Linked DNA regions of Gossypium arboreum: region 1 is linked to region 2. Evidence: chromatin contacts called from public Hi-C data. All regions are on one chromosome and are shown on one strand. The core of a region is the stretch at or near the end of the contact, and the rest is flanking DNA. Distances in the headings are between cores, read along the strand shown.

Region 1 (5,635 bases), core at 2,383-4,882, 200 kb before region 2:
AACTTGTTTTCCATTAACCGCTAATCAATTTCAATTGAGGAATCTATTTTTCAAGAAACAAATATAAAAAATATTTTCTTTTAAGCCATTGCCTAAATTTTTGAAACATCAATATCATATCAATCAAATCTTTTTGTTAACTCAAATCTAACCCGTCCAAAAGCTCACACATTTAAAATTCTATTCACATTTTTAAATATGCTTATTTGAGTTAATGCCTGTTGACAAAAGAATCTGATTATTTAGAACTATTTAGAACGTCAAAAAATTGAGACCAATTTAAAACATGGCCTATAATTTGAAGACATATGGCGTAATTAACCCAATATATATATATTAGAAATGATTATTTATATATCCAAACAGCTGAATTGAGCCTTCATATTGCTTTGGAGAGACGATAAGACTTGAAGGGAAAGGTCCTTAATTAATTTCATTATATTACTCTATTATAAAAATTCCACAACCAAGTTGACTGACTATACATTCTCAAAACATTCAAGGAGAATTGATTATACTGTATCATGGTGTGCAAATTTGAGCAGTAACAAACATTGGGTTGCCCTCCCAGAACAGTACACTGAACATGATATACCAAACAGTAAGATTTCAGTCATTGGCTTGTAGATCATACTTTTACTATATACAGATTTACCTACAGAGTGGTATGGTACCCAAGTGTTGCATTTGTTTCTACCCTTTGCAATGCTCTCCTGGTACTCCACTCATGGTAGAATTCCACTGCAAGTCGAAGGGCAGTTCCGAGTCCTATGACAACGATAACAACTGTACCATATCTCCTTGAGTTACAACATCGTGAAGCATAAAATCTACTGTTTTAAGAATGTGATCACTATAAACAGGTATACATACCAATTATCAGGTTGACTGGCAGTGCGGAGACACCGAGCGTAAGGGATATTAACATATCCAATAGTAGACCACCAATAAGGATTGAGAGTGCCAGCCACAGTGGACTAAAACAGCCCTGTCATAAAGAGTGATTTGATGCAAAATTAACACGAAAAGTTAGTATTTTCATGAAAATAATACCCCAGTAGACTGGCTGCAGTTACGCTCTTACCCTTTCACGGTTAAGGGCTACAAGGCGTGGATTAATCCTCCAAACCCAGTAATTCCTCTGCACCATGAAGAACATTTGAGAATCAATATAGACAAGATGATGAGATGCTATAGATAAACGAAAAAGAAAAAAAAAAATACTAGAAAGCTGCAACACCAGTTTCCAAGTTTGCTTCACACCAAAATCAATATCATCAATTACAAATGCTTTTAAAGTGCTAGAACACCTAATCAGGGGGTCTAACGTGCCTTTCATCTATATCTTTCTAAAATTTGTATACGGCAAGCATAATAGTAGGCAAATAACAACACACACTCAATTGTCAACTTTGTTTTAGTGTTCAGCTTTAAATTTGGGCATATATAAAACTCATTGCTAGCCCTTTCACTTAAGCATAGAATACCTACACTGCGCTCTGGCTGTGGAGCTGTCACATTTACAGCTACTACTCTGCATGACAACAATAAGAGAATCACGATGTCTGTTAAAAATAAGGTAATTTAATGTAGGGAATCAAATTTTGAATAATTTACTGGCATATCTCGCATTTGTTGGACCCTTTCGTATGAAACCAAGTGACAATGCAAGACTGATGTGCTTTTGCAAGACCACCTTTGCATTGGCACCCAAGATCTATAAGACCTTCTTCCTTCTCCTGTTGACAAACTCTGAAGAGTAATATAGATAATAATGAGTAAAAGTATGTGATAACTATAAATTTTCAACAATATTTAATCTTCGAAAAACAAATTGTAGGCCGAAAAGGTCAACATGCTAACGGATGGTTTTTTTAAGATCGTTGACCTTGCCACTATATATAAAATGACCTCAACTAAGATTTTCTCAACCCTCTAATCCTAGACCTTTATGCTCTACACGCTTCTTTGTGGGTACAATGGAGTAGATTCATTTATGAACTAACTAATCTAGGAAAACAAATGCCTATAAAATCATTGAACAAAAGCGTATTCACTCCATCAAGGGGAAACATAATTTCAAATGATAAATTTGACAAATCCAAACTCTTTCCATATACTCAGTGATCATTGACTTGCATAAAAAACCATCCAATCTGCAGAAAAGTTTGCTTTGCAATGAGTGTGATGAATTTAACAAACCCGAACTCTTTTTAATATGATTCCAACATGCTTTGATTATACCAGTACAAGAATTGAAATGAGAAGTCATTAGAACCTTTAACATCACCACACTTGAATCAGATACTAAAATTACAAAAGGAAATCCCTTGTTCCAACATAGCCTAAGACAGTAGTATATCGCACTAGATGCTTTTGATGTGATGCCGCAACAGAAGTTAGGAGCCAAACATTGCACATCCTATTATTACATAATGAGTTTAGAAAGCATAAACAGGGCAACAAGACTCATGCCAAGTGAAATTCTTAGGACAATAAACTTGGTAAGATAGAAAAACTCAGCTATGATCCATTTTCTTATGAGGATTCATGCTATCCAGAAGCCATTAAATATCGAAAACATAAAATACAAGAAGCACGCACATAAATAGGTAGTTAACACAGAAGAAGTATAATGTACCTGCACTGCTCATGAGCACTAGTGGTCCTCGAAAAATACCCCATTTTCGGAGAAGCCGCATGAGGCAAATCCTCTTTAGTGGACTCGGCATCTTTTGATAATATAGCTATCGGCTGCTGAGTCAAGTGAGACTCGACCTTCGTTACCACATTCGTAGCTGATGTAGGATTGGCCTCACAAGCAGAATCCCCAACTGAGCCTGGTTGTATTTCCTCCTGAGGCAATGGGATGTTTCCATGCATCTCAAGGTCGGGTTCGTGTAAATTTCTAGAGAGATCACCAGCCCTGCTGCTAGTCTCATTCGAACCTCCATTCTGCATCTGATTGTTATTTACAGCGTTTACAACACCAACTTTTGGTTCTAAAATATTTAAATCAGGGAATTCCCCTAACACCCTCATTCTTGATTCCAAATATGAAAGAAACACTCTTCGACACTGCCAGTGAATCAAAAATTGAAAACCACAGAGATGATTTTAACAAAATAAATCATAAAATTGTCAAGCCCTAATCCCCCCCCCCTCCAATCAATATTGTGCTTGAAACAGAATACAACAGGCACTTCTCATTTCTATGACTCCAAACTAACAATAAAATAAAAGCAAACCATTAGTGATACCCATTAAACAAGGCAAAAAAACTTAACTTCAGCCCTAAAATTAGCTCAGACCCACTGAAATTTTGGTAAACACTAACCAAAAAGAAAAGTATATGTACCTGAAGAATGATTATTCCTAAGCATTCACTTGCAGAGTTAATTGGCAGTTAAGAGATGAAGAAGCAACAGCGACGATTAAGAAGATAGAAGAAAGTGGGAGAAAGGAGGACATATACATGAAAATTGGTAACTTTATATGGAACTACTAATGAATTTGACTTAACAACAGACGAAGAATCTTTTGTGTTTTTTTCCAGACAATAAGAATCTTTTGTTTAATCACGCAATACAGCTGAGTAAAGCATGTTTAAAGGTTGGAATTTTACTTTTTTTCTTTTAACCGTAACGCAATCACCTGTAAAATACACGTCCTTATCGGAATGCCCACCTACCTACTACAGGGTTAATTTTAACGGTAAACTACAACGTTACTCATTTTAAATAATAATTATTTCTATTTTGGTCATTTAAAAATTAAATTAATTAAATTCATCACTTTATCGTTAAACAATAATGAAAAATTAATGATGTATTTGTTCTAAAAAATTTTGGAGTGATCAAAATAGGTATTATCCTTAGAAATTATCTTTAGGAATTACCTTTATTTAAATTGATTAACGTGTAATTTACTCTAATTTTAGAGTGAGTATCGTGAAACCGCAATGTTAATCTTCTATTATCATTTAATGGGATAGTGACTAATTTGATCAATTTCTATTTTGAGTGATCAAATTAATAAAAGAAGTTGAGTGACTAAAATATAAATGACTCATATTTAGAGTGACTAACATGATAGTGCATCTTAACTTTAAATAAAAATAATTATATTTTGTTATTATTTATTAGAAACTCTATCATACACGAATGGATGTGCGTGTGAAAATCATGTATTTAGATGAAATATATGTGTTTAAAAATAACATACTATATTTATCAAAAAAATAATATACTTTAAATAACAAAATATATGGTTTGAAGACCATTTTACTAAGAAAAGTCCATTTCTTACTTTATTTACGGAAATAGGCTATTTTTTATTTATCGGAATGGACCGAAAATACTAAAACGCATCTACGTAGGAGCGTTTTAAAGGGAAATTCCAGCAAAATGCGTCCTTGAGGAAGCGTTTTTATCATGTCAGCAAAAAACACGCTGACGTGGATATGCTTTGCTAACATGGCAAAAGCGCTCCATCAGGAACGCATTTTAATCCGTGTTTTTGACCCCCCCAACCGTCATTTAAAATTTTGACTATTGGGGTCCAACATAAAAAAAAAAAAAGTCACACAAATATTTCTTCAAAAATTCTCAAAAAAGCTCTCAAATTTCTCCCTAAATCTATCAAAGCTTTCTTTATTTATTTTTTCTAAAATTAGTATTATTTTTTTATAATTTCTTAAATATTTGATCATGTTAGCAATGACCAATGAATTAATTCGTCTTGATTGTAAACATATCTCCGTCGAACAAACAAAAATGGTAAGAGTTAATTTTAATTTTTTTATTTTTTTAATTTTTTTCATTTATGTAATTTTAATTAATTTTTATTTTATAATTTTTATAACAGTCTGTAGATCTGATGTTATAATGTTATATTCGAATATGTTTGGTTCTCCATCACCATTGATAGAAAATTACTTGAGGGAAGCGGGTTTTTGGCAGTGGCCAATATAGGCCGGGGGTGCAAGTTGGACCCGAAACTCATCAACGCGTTCATAGAAAGGTGGAGACAAGATGCACACGTTTCATCTTCCCTGTGGGGAGTGTACCAGCACTTTGGAGGACGTGCAGTTACAATTGAGATTACCAGTGGATTGGTCCATACTCACTAGGTCCACTCAATCTGCTAATTGGGGAGCCATATGCTACGAACTTTTGGGTGCGATTCCAGATAATATTTATGGAGGTCGGATCGAGATGGGCTGGTTACGGACACATTCCTGGAGCCGGAGGATGATTCGATTGAAGTAGAAAGAATACGATATGCTTGGCATATATCCTTGAGATCATTGGAGGTTATCTGATGCTAAACTTGTCACGAAACCTCGTACATCTAAGGTGGCTGCTGAAACTCGTTGATTTTAGAGCAACTGGCGAACTTAGTTGGAGGTCTGCCGTGTTAGCAACATTGTACTAGAAGATGTGCGGGGCGATGAAACCAAATAAAGCCAAAATCGAAGGTTACCTATCACTACTACAATCATGGGCTTGGTTTTGCTTTCATTTTTACGTCATCGAGTGAACCATCCATATATATTCTACTCATAACAATGTAAAATTTATATTAGATTTTACAATTATTACATAGATTTAAAATGTAACTTTATGCTAAAATT
Region 2 (5,668 bases), core at 547-3,046:
ATCTATTCCGTTATTATTATTATTATTATTATTATTATTATTATTATTATTATTATTATTATTATCTATTGCATTTATTTATTTGTTCACTTGTCATTATTATATTTTAAAAATGATTTTGTCTTGTTTGGTGCCTATTTTATTTTTGTTATCATTGAAACTATTTGTTGTTTATTTTATTTTATCTTTCTTTAATTGATTGTATTGGTACTAAAGTGATATTATGTGATTATTGCCATTATATGTACTAGGAATTATTTATGAGCATTTTCATATTGTTGTTATTCATTGGTACAATATTTTATTCATATACCATTTTTAAATATTGCATTAATTTTCACCCAAATTCAAAAAAAACTTTTAAAAATAGGCAACATTTCGTATTTTAGAGATTCGAGAAATTGTATCTTAACTTATAGGGTTTCGATTTTCTCGTTAAACCTAAATAGCCAAATATCCTTTTACAATTAAAATACGTGAAATTTAAATAAAAAATTTTAAAGGCAAGCTTATTCTTGAGGGTTCAAAATGCAGTGTCCTAACTTACGGGATGCGACATTTGTTATCTCAAGACGAGAGGGTCTTTGACATTCGTTTCAATTTATTCAACCATTTTTTTAAATTAACATTAATAAAAACATGAATCGTATTGTAAATTCTTTCAAGTTTTCAAATTTTTGACATTAAGACATTAATTAATAAATTCCTTCCACGCAAGTAACCGACTCCATTTTCTTGAATTTCGTAGACCAAAATCGTTGTTTTAATAAATCAAAATATACCTTATTAAAAAAAAGAATGGTGGCGACTCTCATTTTCATTTTTAAAATAAAAAGTCGATCTTTTCAAAAAGTAATTTCGACAATGAATATTAAATTGTTAGCCTTAAAATATAGTTTAAAAAACACATATTAATAAAATTTATCAAATTAAATTTATATTTTTCAAATATAATAAGAGTTAATTACAAATTAAAGTAGAGCAAAAATAAATACAAAATTATAATTTTAGCAATTTTAAAATTAAAATAAATTAATTTATCCATGTATATAAAATGAATAACTTGTAAGAAATTATTAATAATATTATTTAAATCATGATGAATTTTTATATTTTTAATATTTAAATATTTTAAAATTAAATAACTGATTCTAAATTAAACCTTATTTGATAGATCATTGAAAAAATTAAATCAATTGAAATTTAATATTTTATGCATGTATAATAATTCAAAATAAAACCTAAAAGAATTTTTATATAAAAAGTGTGACAAATAATAAGTAAATAAGAGCTATTTAAAATTTAATGGAGAATATTTTCAATTAATTCTATTTTATTTTATTTATTTTAATATTATATTATTATGTAAAAATTTGCTTTAAAATTTGATTTTTGTTTAGAACAAAGTGAAATGTTTAAAATTAAGGCTAAAATTTAAAATTTTATTTTTATAATTTAAAAATATATTTATCAAATAATTTAATTATATTTCATAATTAATTTTAAGTAATATTTTAAAATATTTTATAATTTAAATTAAGTATTTAAATTTTAATACTTAATTTTTAATTTATCAAATAATACTTTAAATTTTTAAACAAAAACTAACATTCTAAAAATTATAAATTTAATATTAGATATTATATCACACGAGTTTGTGTATAGAAATTACAGATATATAAATATACAAATTAATAGAAATATATAATTGATAGAAGTAATAAAATGTATATAATTAAAATATATATATATATATATATATATATGTCAAAATAGAGTTTTAGTTGGATGAAAATTAAAATTTTTGGTTTTTACTAATTTAGACACTAAATAATGTCTTTTTCCGGTTACACAAACTAACAAAGCTACGTGGATCTCCCGATCCTACAAAGCTTTTCTCCTTGCTCCCGGTATGATTTCCGCTTGGTTTGGTTGTTTTGGCCATCGTGGGTCTTCTTCTCTCCCTTCTTCTTTCACACCCTTTCTTTTCTGATTCTCCCACGCAATAAACAAACCTCTGGATTCAGATCCGTCCTAAAAGGTTCCCCCTCTCCCAAACCCTAATTTATCATCTTTTCTCACTCGCACTTCCACTGCATAAACTGCTTCATAATACATGCTGATTCTTTCTTTTTTTGGTCATCTTTAATAACAGGTTTCACAATTGGAAAGTACATATAATTGCTATTGAACACCTTTTTTTTTTCCCGGTATATCTTCTTTCCCTCTTTGACTATTTATTTTTATATATATGTGCCTGTGTATTTAGTTTTAAGTAAATGAATTGGAGGGATAAAATTAAATGAAACGGTTGAAACGCCTTTTCAATCGTTACTGAATGATGGATTCTTTTGATCGAAGAAACGGATCCCGAGTTTGGTTCGGGGTATCACGTTTGCGCATTTGATTTATTTTTCGCAATATTAATTCATGTTTTAGTATGGATTTAGTTGAATATATTTATTCATTACTGGTTCTAGTTTCCATGTTTGTTTAAATCAGCTTTCTGCTTCGTTTTCTTTTCTCAGTTTGAGATCAAGGACCTGTGGAGTAAATAACTACGTAGACGAAGATGTTTGGTACAACTAATCGTGAGACTTTCTCTTACCTTTCACTCTTTCCCGTTGAAATCATATTCTGAATTTACATGTTGAGCTGTTGTTTCGATGAATGCATAATTTCTTCCGTTCCTTTTTAAAAGTAGCCATTGTGAAATTCAGGAGTTTGATTGGTTTTCAGATTGAAGATTAGCTTAATTATGCAAGAAGCATTTACATGTTGCATCCGTGATATGCACAGATCATTGTTATCTTCTAATTCTTCTTCCTTCATTGGTGCCTTTTTATTTATTTATTTATAAAATACTACTGCACTTCATCACACCAAAAGTGTTTACCAGTATGTTGTTGGTGTTCTGTTCCTTGGTAACTGTTACCGGTCAATATTCATTCTCTGTTATTTGCTATATATATGTATATATATATACCTTTAACCTGCTTTACACTTCATCATTTTTTAGAATAAATTTGTTATTACTTATGAATCTTTTTAAACAATTAAGTTAACTGTCAGAAACTCTTTTCAACAGCTTTTGGGCAATCATCAAGTAGCCCATTTGCATCCCAATCTGTTTTTGGGCAGACCAGTGCAAGTAGCAATCCATTTGCACCTAAACCTTCCTTCAGTAGTCCAAACCCTTTTGGTTCCCAAACAGGGGGTTCGGTATTTGGAGGTACTTCTACTGGAGTGTTTGGTGCGGCCCAATCTTCTTCTCCCTTCTCCTCAACAACTGCCTTTGGTGCCTCTTCATCTCCAGCTTTTGGTTCATCTACTCCCACTTTTGGCAGTTCATCATCATCTTTTGGTGGTAAGAGTCTGTATGTCTTTTTCTTTTCTATTATTATGATTAAGTTATCCTTCATTCGGTTCATTGCATATTGGTTCTGTTGATATATTGATAATATGATTGTCATACATAAAAATTCTAAAATTCAACTGATATCTTCAAGGAAGAGTCACTATTAATCTACTTTGTTAGGGTTGTTTAGTTACCTGTATGAATTCTCTTCTGACTTTAGAGTAATGTGTAGATCATTCATATTTTGTGATGCTTTAATGGTAGCATTCCAATACCAAATATGTGTAGGTCATGGCATTATTATACAAATAAATGCATTCATATGTGTATCAATATTACAATTAATTGCACTTTTATTTCATGGAGATAGAAAAATTTAGTGTTTATTAGTAAGAGACTTTCTAAAAAACATAGCACATTTTCAATTAGGCCTTAAATGTGATCATGAGGGGCACTTCTATTTCCTTGTATGTTAATTTATGGTAATCAGCTTTTAATTATATGTGTCGACTTTTTAATCATTAGCTCTTGGGTAACTTGGTGTCTTTTGACTTTGTTTCGGATAGGGTCTTCTGTTTTTGGTCAGAAGCCTGCATTTGGCTTTGGGTCAAGTCCCACCCAATCAAATCCTTTTGGAAGCACAAATCAGCAATCACAACCTGCATTTGGTAGTGGTATATTTGGTTCCTCCACACCGTTTGGTTCAACTCAGTCAGCGTTTGGTTCTAGTCCTGCCTTTGGTTCCACTAGTAGCCCGGCTTTTGGTGCGACAAGCACCCCTGCGTTTGGCGCCTCAAGCACTCCAGGTTTCGGTGCCACAAGCACCCCTGCGTTTGGTGCCTCAAGTACCCCCGCATTTGGTGCCACGAGCACCCCTGCATTTGGTTCAACTGGAAGTCCGGCATTTGGGAGCACTGGAACTGCATTTGGTGTGTCTAATGCCCCAGTTTTTGGAACTGGAGGTACATTTGGGGCATCAAGCTCACCTGCGTTTGGCACTTCCGCAACTCCTGCTTTTGGAGCTTCAAGTTCTGCTTTTGGGGGTTCAAGCACTCCTGCTTTTGGAGCATCTTCTACTCCATCGTTCAGCTTTGGGTCTAGCCCAGCTTTTGGCCAATCAACGCCAGCATTTGGTAGTAGTCCATTTGGAACAACCTCATTTGGAGCCCAGAGTTCTCCTTTCGGTGTGTAATTAGTCTTCATGATCCACCAAAAACTGAAATTATTTGTATGGTTTAGGCAAAATATATAGTTTGATAGGCCTTCCATGTTGTTAGTGCAAGTTGATTCTTGCACGTGCATGTGCACATAAAATTGAATTTGATTTCTCATGCAGGAAGTCAATCTTCTGCCCCAGCATTTGGAAGCACTAGTCTCGGCCAGTCTCCTTTTGGAGGTCAACGTGGGGGAAGTAGAGTAGCTCCTTACACACCTACAACTGATGCAGATAGTGGGAGTGGACAGCCAGGTGCAAAGTTGGAGTCAATTTCAGCAATGCCTGTTTATAAAGATAAAAGTCACGAGGAGCTGAGATGGGAGGATTATCAATTAGGAGATAAAGGTACCTTTGTAAAATATTGTAAAACCCTGAAAGTTTAATTATTTTTTTCTTGTTTGACGTTCACCACCTTGCTGTACTAATTTGAAATATCAGGTGGACTGCAGCCAGCTGCTCAGGCTACTGGAGGGATTGGGTTTGGTGCGTCACCTGTATCTACAAGTCCTTTTGGTTCTTCAACATTTGGCCAAACATCTGCAAATCCTTTTTCCAGCTCAAGTACCAACCCATTTAGTTTAAAACCTCCATCCTTCAATAGTACAGGTTTTGCAACCTCGACTACTACATCAAACCCCTTTCAACCAACATCATCAAGCCTTTTTGGTCAAGCTTCTTCAACTTCATTATTTAGTTCATCATCTACTCCTACATTTGGAACCGGTTCATCTCTTTTTGGCTCATCTGTCACTCCTTCATTTTCATCTTCACCGTCCATTTTTGGTACTGGTGCAGCTCCAGCAACAACTTCAGCATTTGCCACAGGCATAAATTCTGGCAGCAGTCAGACATCACCTCTGTTCAATTCTTCCCCTGCAATTGGACAGACAGGCAATGCTTTTGGCCAGATGACCTCTACCTTTGGACAGAATACTAGTAACTTCGGTCAAACAAGCATTTTCAACACACCTTCCACTGGATTTAGTGGGAATATGTTTTCAAGCTCACTATCATTGGCTCCTTCTAGCAACCCAGCGGCCTTCGGCCCAACAACTGTAAGCCACTTGTGAAATATTTACAATCATCTTTCTTTT

What was found. A called contact is a pair of places that touch in the nucleus more often than the background predicts.
Region 1: a Hi-C map of leaf shows a contact between it and region 2, with 4 times the contacts expected there. The contact joins the promoter of LOC108461657 here to the promoter of LOC108464102 in region 2. A contact is called at or near these places in 2 of 5 Hi-C or Micro-C datasets (both in leaf).

Annotation. Positions count from the first base shown.
Region 1 is chr1:28,118,757-28,124,391 of ASM2569848v2, reverse strand. LOC108461657 reads right to left here and starts at 3,632. Exons shown (of 8, transcript XM_017761559.2): 1 at 3,359-3,632; 2 at 2,642-3,078; 3 at 1,618-1,752; 4 at 1,492-1,534; 5 at 1,085-1,141; 6 at 874-988; 7 at 656-786; 8 at 424-580. The coding sequence starts at 3,042. The coding sequence ends at 656.
Region 2 is chr1:27,916,901-27,922,568 of ASM2569848v2, reverse strand. LOC108464102 (nuclear pore complex protein NUP98A-like) reads left to right here and starts at 1,796. Exons shown (of 14, transcript XM_053028039.1): 1 at 1,796-2,041; 2 at 2,156-2,210; 3 at 2,529-2,591; 4 at 3,089-3,367; 5 at 3,925-4,542; 6 at 4,695-4,919; 7 at 5,013-5,629. The coding sequence starts at 2,573.